2 separate regions of the Mus musculus genome follow, and region 1 is linked to region 2. The links are chromatin contacts, called in public promoter capture Hi-C maps. All regions are on one chromosome and are shown on one strand. The core of a region is the stretch at or near the end of the contact, and the rest is flanking DNA. Distances in the headings are between cores, read along the strand shown. Region 1 overlaps Ap2b1 (adaptor-related protein complex 2, beta 1 subunit). Region 2 holds the start of Gas2l2 (growth arrest-specific 2 like 2).

Region 1 (3,092 bases), core at 487-2,986, 76 kb after region 2:
AAAAAACAAACAATAAAAAAACCCAAAAAATCACAATGAAAAGAAAAAAACAAAGGTGAACTCAGAGATGTCTAGTTTTAAAAACTGATTTTATATTTACTTTATTAGTGTGCATTAGTGTGCAGAGATCAAAGGACAACCTTGAGGAGTTGTTCTCTCCTTTCACCTTGGACTCTAGGGACTGAACTCAGGTCTTCACTTGCCCAAGATGTCTGTCCCTGTAAGATGTGTCAAATTGACTTGTCAGAAAACTTTTTTTTTTTTTTTTTTTTTTGGAAGAAGTCACTGCTTGGCATATGAGATCAGCTACCCAATTCCATTTTGGAATTTTGTTTGGCTCAATGTTCTCAATCCTAAAATAGCTTGGACAACTTAAAAACAAAACAAAGCAAACAAACATAAAAACAGAGTATTTGGGGGCCAGGCTTGGTGGTGCACGCCTTTAATCCCAGAGAGGCAGGCGGATGTCTGAGTTCAAAGCCAGCTGGTTCTATACAGTGAGGTTCTACACAGTGAGTTCCCAAGCCAGGGAGACCCTGTCTCAAAAAAGATCCTACTTTGCAGACATTTTGTTTAATTGCTCTTCTTACTATATATAAATAGTACTGCTAGTAATTTTAGATGGCACTAAGGCTAATTATGCAGCTAGAATGAGAACCATAAAAAGGTAAAGATCTGGCAGGCTAAAGCTCATTAGCAGGACAGCACTGACCTCCACAGGTTGAGGTTTAATTAAAACCCAACATTAACACTGGGCTCTGTGATATATGCCTGCAATCTCAGCACTAGGGAGGCTGAGGCAGTAGAGTTGTCAATATGAGACTATCTTAGGCTACATAAGAAGAACTTGCCCAAAACAAAACAAAACCCAAAAAAAACAACAAAAGCCCTGCCTCAAAAACAAGTTGGAAGGCAAGGACCAACACCTAAGGTCATCCCGTACCATCCACACACATGCGAACTCTAACATCCACACGTGTGTGGGCACCAACCCCCACCCAAAGACTAAGAAACACAACCAAAACAAAACAAACACCAAAACCCCAAATGCCACAGACTAGTAGGTTTTACCATAGCCTAACTACATCTGGATCTCTCCTGTACAAGATATTTCTATACATTACTATATAGGCTTGTGAAATGGTTCTATAAAGCAAGGATTCATTTAAAAAATGGCATTATTTGTATACATTGTAAGACAAACTGAAATTAATTTTCCTCTTTAGATAACCTGAAAAGGAATTTTAAAAGCCCAGTCCACTGATGCCTGGAAACTCATTTTTCACATAGTCAGATTTAGGCTTCTCTTGTGATATTCTTGTAAAATGAATTTAGGGTCTCTGAGTGATTATATTAAACTACATACAGATCCAGAGTAAAAGTAAAGGCTGCCAGCACCCACATGGTGGCTCACAACTAGCTGTAACTCCAAGCATGCATGTGGTACATACACATAAAATGAAGACAAAGCACCCATAAACATTCAATTAATTAACTAAAAAAGAAAAGTATGATGCACACCTTTTCTTTCCTTTTTCTTTTTCTTTTTTGAAACAAGGGTCTTATGTTGTAGCCCTAACTGGCCTGGAATTTCCTATGAAGATCAGACTGGCCTCAAACTACAGAAATCCCCCTGCTTCTGACTCCCAAATGCTAGGATTAAAGGCCACTATTCATATTCTGAAGCAGGTTCTTAGAGCCTTTACACTCACTAATTAGGCTATGCTGGCCAGCCAGCAAGCCCCAGGAATCCACCTGTCTATGCCTGTGAGTACTGGGCTCACAAACATGTACCACCATTACCTGTTTTTTAGTTGGTTGGTTGTTTTTGTTTTCTTTTTCTTTGTCCCCAGGGAGATGGGAGTTTTTCTTTGTAGCCCTGGCTCTCCTGGAACTCACTGTAAAGCAAGCTGTCCAGAAACTCAGAGATCTGCCTGCCTCTGCCTTCCAAGTGCCAGGACTATAGTTATGCACCACTACTGCTCAGCCACTACCTGTTTTTTGTTTTGTTTTGTTTTTTATTTAATGTGGGTGTTGGGAACCAAACTCAGGTTCTCATGCTTCAAGACTTAGCCATCTCCCCAGCTCCTCCAGCAGCCTTTTTATATGAAGCAGTATTTACAGAGTTTCATCTTTATATATTAATATCTATCTACCTGTTTATATTGTGGCCCTGGAAATATCAAAATCAGGGCCCCCTTTCCACCTCCATTTGTAAACGTGTTTACCCTCTTAGGTTCAATGAGACCAAGGAACACAGAAAGGAAGTTAAAGCATAAACCTCAGGATGCAGTGCTCAACCTGTAGTTGATATGGCAATATAACAAGAGCTGCTTCCATTTCTTGGGCAGCTCCATGATATTGTTTGTCTACCTTTAGTCTGAAGAGGCTATATATAGAGCAATGTAGAATGACATCACCAAGATACTATTCTCCTTCTACAACCAGTCAATCCCAAATCCTATATTCAAAAGAAACACAATAGGGATGTTCAACTTGTGCCAACAAGCTGGAGTCCCCTGCATGGCCTGTGACTAGATTCTAGATACACTGAACAACTCACAGAGGTCTGACTGCACCTTAGTGGATTCTCTGCCAAAGCTTAAATGCACCTGTACTGACATGGATAACCCATAGACACAATGATCCTTATAAAGTTTATGAGAAAACCTGTAATATACAGATGAGAACAGGGGCATGGTTTCTATTATCTCTAAAATCATATTTCCTACCTAAGGTGTGTGCCTTCCAATGTTGCTGTGAAATACGTCAACTTGTCAGGCATCTGGACAGTCATCAGAGTATAGGACACCTACACTGTAGTTCCAAGGTTAAGTAAAATCCACAGGGAGCCGTGTGACCTATCGTTTTCCTAGTCTTTCCCCCAAACACTGACGGTTGCGTTTGTTAGTTCTCCATCTTGTACAACAATGAAACTGATGGCATATGTCCACAGACATTCTGGACTTTGGAGCCTTTTATTATTAGAATCCTGGAAGCTAATTAAATTGGAAGTATGACAAAGGTAGAAGAAGTGAGGGGAAGGGGAAAAAGTTGAGCAGTTCTTTCCAATTGTGACAAAGGTACATTTT
Region 2 (3,100 bases), core at 126-2,625:
TGTAGGCTGGCCTTGAACCCTCAATCCTCCTGCCTCAACTTCCCAGTTACTGAGATTATGGGGGTGTGCCAGCATTCTGAACCAGACTTCTTTGTTCATCTACCACCCATCACCCAGTAACATACATGTAACATATATGTAGCCTCCATGAGTTCAGGCAGTGATGGTTTTGTTTGTTGCTGTATTCTAAGCTCCATGATAGCATCTGGTACATAGTAGAGGCTTAAGAACTCTTTGTTAGCCAGGCGATGGTGGGGTGTGCCTTTAATTTCATCACTTTGGAGGCAGAGGTGATCAGATCTCTGAGTTCGAGGCCAGCCTGGTCTACAGAGTGAGTTCCAGGACAGCCAGGGCTACACAGAGAAACACTGTCCCCCCCAACCCAAAAAAAAAAAAAAACAAAAAAACAAACAAACAGACAAACAAAAAAACATAGAAGGAGGGAAAAAAGGAGGAGGAGGAGAGAGGAAAAGAGAGAAGAAATCGTTGTTGAATGAATGCATTGCTGTGACCATGGGGTGAGCTTGTTCTAGAAGAATCACACGGATGAATCAAGTTCTCCAGAGCAGATGGGAATCACGGTGTTCAGACAGGGTTGCTGGGAGAGCCCGTGAGAGCCGGGGTTCACCCAGGCTGGGTATTCTGATGTTTTCACACACACATACACACACTATTCCCTTGTTCCTTACCCTAGAAGGACAGACATTGTCCTTCCCATTTGACAGTTGACAAACTAGGCACAGAGAGATCGGGGCTTGCATGCCACCTCCAGAGGAATATAGGGCAAAACTCCCGTCTTTGGGCTCTATTGCTGTGTCTCTTCCGCGCTCACTCATTTCCAGGGCTCGCCCATCCTTAAGCCCCAGCCCCGGAACGTCTCCCTCAGCTTCCCCTCAAGTCCCCCACAAGGAGTCAACTGAGAGAGAACCCAGTCCCACCCTCTCTGGCCGGCTCCCTGTGCTCAGGCACACAGGCTGCTGGAAGGAAGGAAGGGTTAACAAGGAGTGTTTGTAGCAGCGGCGTCTCCAAGGAGAGGAAGGAAAGCTGAGCAGAGCAGAGCAGCGGGCCAGAGCCTACTTGCTTGTTCTGGCTCCCTGGACGGTGACGGTGATGGTGGCGGTCCGGAGGCAGTAGATGACCTGCCCTGGGAAGAGAGGAGTACCCTCAACTTTCACCAGTCCCAGAAGCGCTGAACTCTGGGACTAGGCAGCTGAGAGTGAGGTCGCTGCAAGCCACCAAAGAAAAGTTCAGGCAGGGATTGAGGAATGTGGGCAGTGGGGGCTGGGCCTGGCCCAGAGGCTGAAGCCCATAGCAAGCCGCAGAGCCCCTGGGCTCTCAGAGGGTAGAGGGGGACCCATTGAATCAAGGAGAACTGGGCCAGGACCTTGACTAGCAGGTAGCAGAAGTAAAGAGACAACAGTGGGGGGACAGGAGGTTGTTACTTCCTCCCACACTTGAGTTCCAGTCATGTCTCAGCATGTGGGACATGGGAGGAGACCCAGGACCCCAGGACCTCCTGTGCGCAGCATCCGGCCCTTCAAGTCCAGCGAGCAGTACCTGGAGGCCATGAAGGAAGACCTGGCTGAGTGGCTTCGGGATCTGTACGGGCTGGACATCGATGCAGACAACTTCCTGCGGGTGCTGGAGACTGGCCTGGTGTTGTGCCGGCATGCCAACACTGTCACGGAGGCTGCTCTGGCCTTCCTGGCTGAGGCACCTGAGCGAGCTCAAAAGATTCCCATGCCCCAGGCTGGAGTTTTCTGCAATGGGGCTGCTCAGCCGGGTACCTTCCAGGCCAGGGACAACATCTCCAACTTCATCCAGTGGTGTCGCAAGGAGATGGGGATCCAAGGTAACGCAACGATCTCAGACCTTTATATTACAGGGGCACGAATCACTCAGAGGCTTAAGCTAAGTTAGACCTGGGGGACAGGAGTTGAGGTATTGTAGATTTTCCGTGCAGTAGCTTAGAGAAGCATCAGGTTCTCCACCTCACAGTAAATCCTTAGTAAATACACACTGATGACCAGTAGATATCCACCAATGATGAAATCCATGCATTGCCTCTTCTGTTTCCAGTGCATGCTAGGTTCTTAGAACTGAGGAGAATAGGGCCCGAGGGCCCAGGAATGCATGGTCTAGGAAGGCAGACAGCTAAGTAGATTAAGAGATTACAGCCCAGGGAGATGTGTGTTTCAAAGGTATACAATATACAATATGGGATCTAGAATGACAATGATCAGTCTGATGACACAGTAGTGGGCACCAGCAAGGGCAACAAGAGGGAGGAGATTTGAACCAAAGAGAGAAGTTTGGGAGAGGAGATTAATTAGTCAGGGAGCAGTGGCAAAGCACAAGGTAGGTGGATAACTGGGATGGGCTGGCCATCGAGCAGGAAGGACCGAAACAGTGGTTCTCGACCTTCCTAATGCTGAGACCCTTTAATACAGATCCTCATCTTGTGGTGACCCCCAACCATAAACTTATTTTCACTACTATTTCATAGCTGTAATTTTGCTGTTGTTATAAATTATAATGTACATATCTGATATGCAGGATATCTGATAGGTGACCTTCCAGGGGTTGTGACCCACAGGTTGACTTGACTAAAAGGATGGGAAGGAAGCTCAAGGCGGGAGGTCTATAGGGAAAGGCATAGTCCTGCAGGGACTCTCAGGGCTCAGAGAGTGACAGCTTTTGGCCTTGAACCCAGGAATGGGATTAGGTGTGATTGCACAATTCTCCAGGCCAAAAGTAAGTGGGAGGAGACAGGGAAAGGGTCAAGTTTGGACTCCGGGCTGGTAGAAGGAGGCAAGGGGCTGGATCAAAGGTTAATCAAAGCTAAGGATGTAGCTTATGTTACAGCTTATGTACGGCCTTGGGTTCCATTCCCAGGACCATACCCACAAACAACTGCTGCTTTCAGTTGAGATAGACCACACCCACATTTTTCAGATGAACACCGGAGCTCTGGAACTAGCTTGGGGGTCACATAGCCACAGGAGATTCCTGGACTGAGCCCTATAGGGTCAGGTAGTCAAAGTCTATAGTCAAGCTAGCCTGGTTATCTAGAGCTAAGTTTAGGGTGTCCGGAAGATGG

Evidence for each region. Promoter capture Hi-C pulls out the DNA fragments that hold promoters and counts their contacts.
Region 1: a promoter capture Hi-C map of stem cell-derived epiblast-like cells shows a contact between it and region 2, with 2.5 times the contacts expected there. The contact joins the enhancer-like site here to the promoter of Gas2l2 in region 2. A contact is called at or near these places in 11 of 39 promoter capture datasets (the C10 cell line, the HPC-7 cell line, cranial neural crest and 8 more), 10 of 15 datasets of contacts at CTCF or cohesin (CD8 T cells, the G1E-ER4 cell line, the NIH/3T3 cell line and 6 more), 200 of 484 Hi-C or Micro-C datasets (2-cell embryo, the 3T3-L1 cell line, 3T3-L1-derived adipocytes and 113 more), 41 of 115 datasets of contacts at active chromatin or transcription factors (CD8 T cells, the HPC-7 cell line, the NIH/3T3 cell line and 28 more) and 5 of 9 other capture datasets (adipose tissue, embryonic tail, liver and 2 more).

The regions. Positions count from the first base shown.
Region 1 is chr11:83,351,760-83,354,851 of GRCm38.p6, reverse strand. The region is part of intron 14 of Ap2b1 (adaptor-related protein complex 2, beta 1 subunit); the gene reads right to left. Among named protein-coding and RNA genes, the nearest start is that of Gm23951, 14 kb to the left of the region's middle. Within about 2 kb of position 1,736, at least 2 of the 459 cell types and tissues checked have an H3K27ac peak or open chromatin away from gene starts, as enhancers often do. A contact at or near this core is called in stem cell-derived epiblast-like cells, where this site is marked.
Region 2 is chr11:83,427,796-83,430,895 of GRCm38.p6, reverse strand. Gas2l2 (growth arrest-specific 2 like 2) reads left to right here and starts at 1,375. Exons shown (of 6, transcript NM_001013759.2): 1 at 1,375-1,852. The coding sequence starts at 1,468.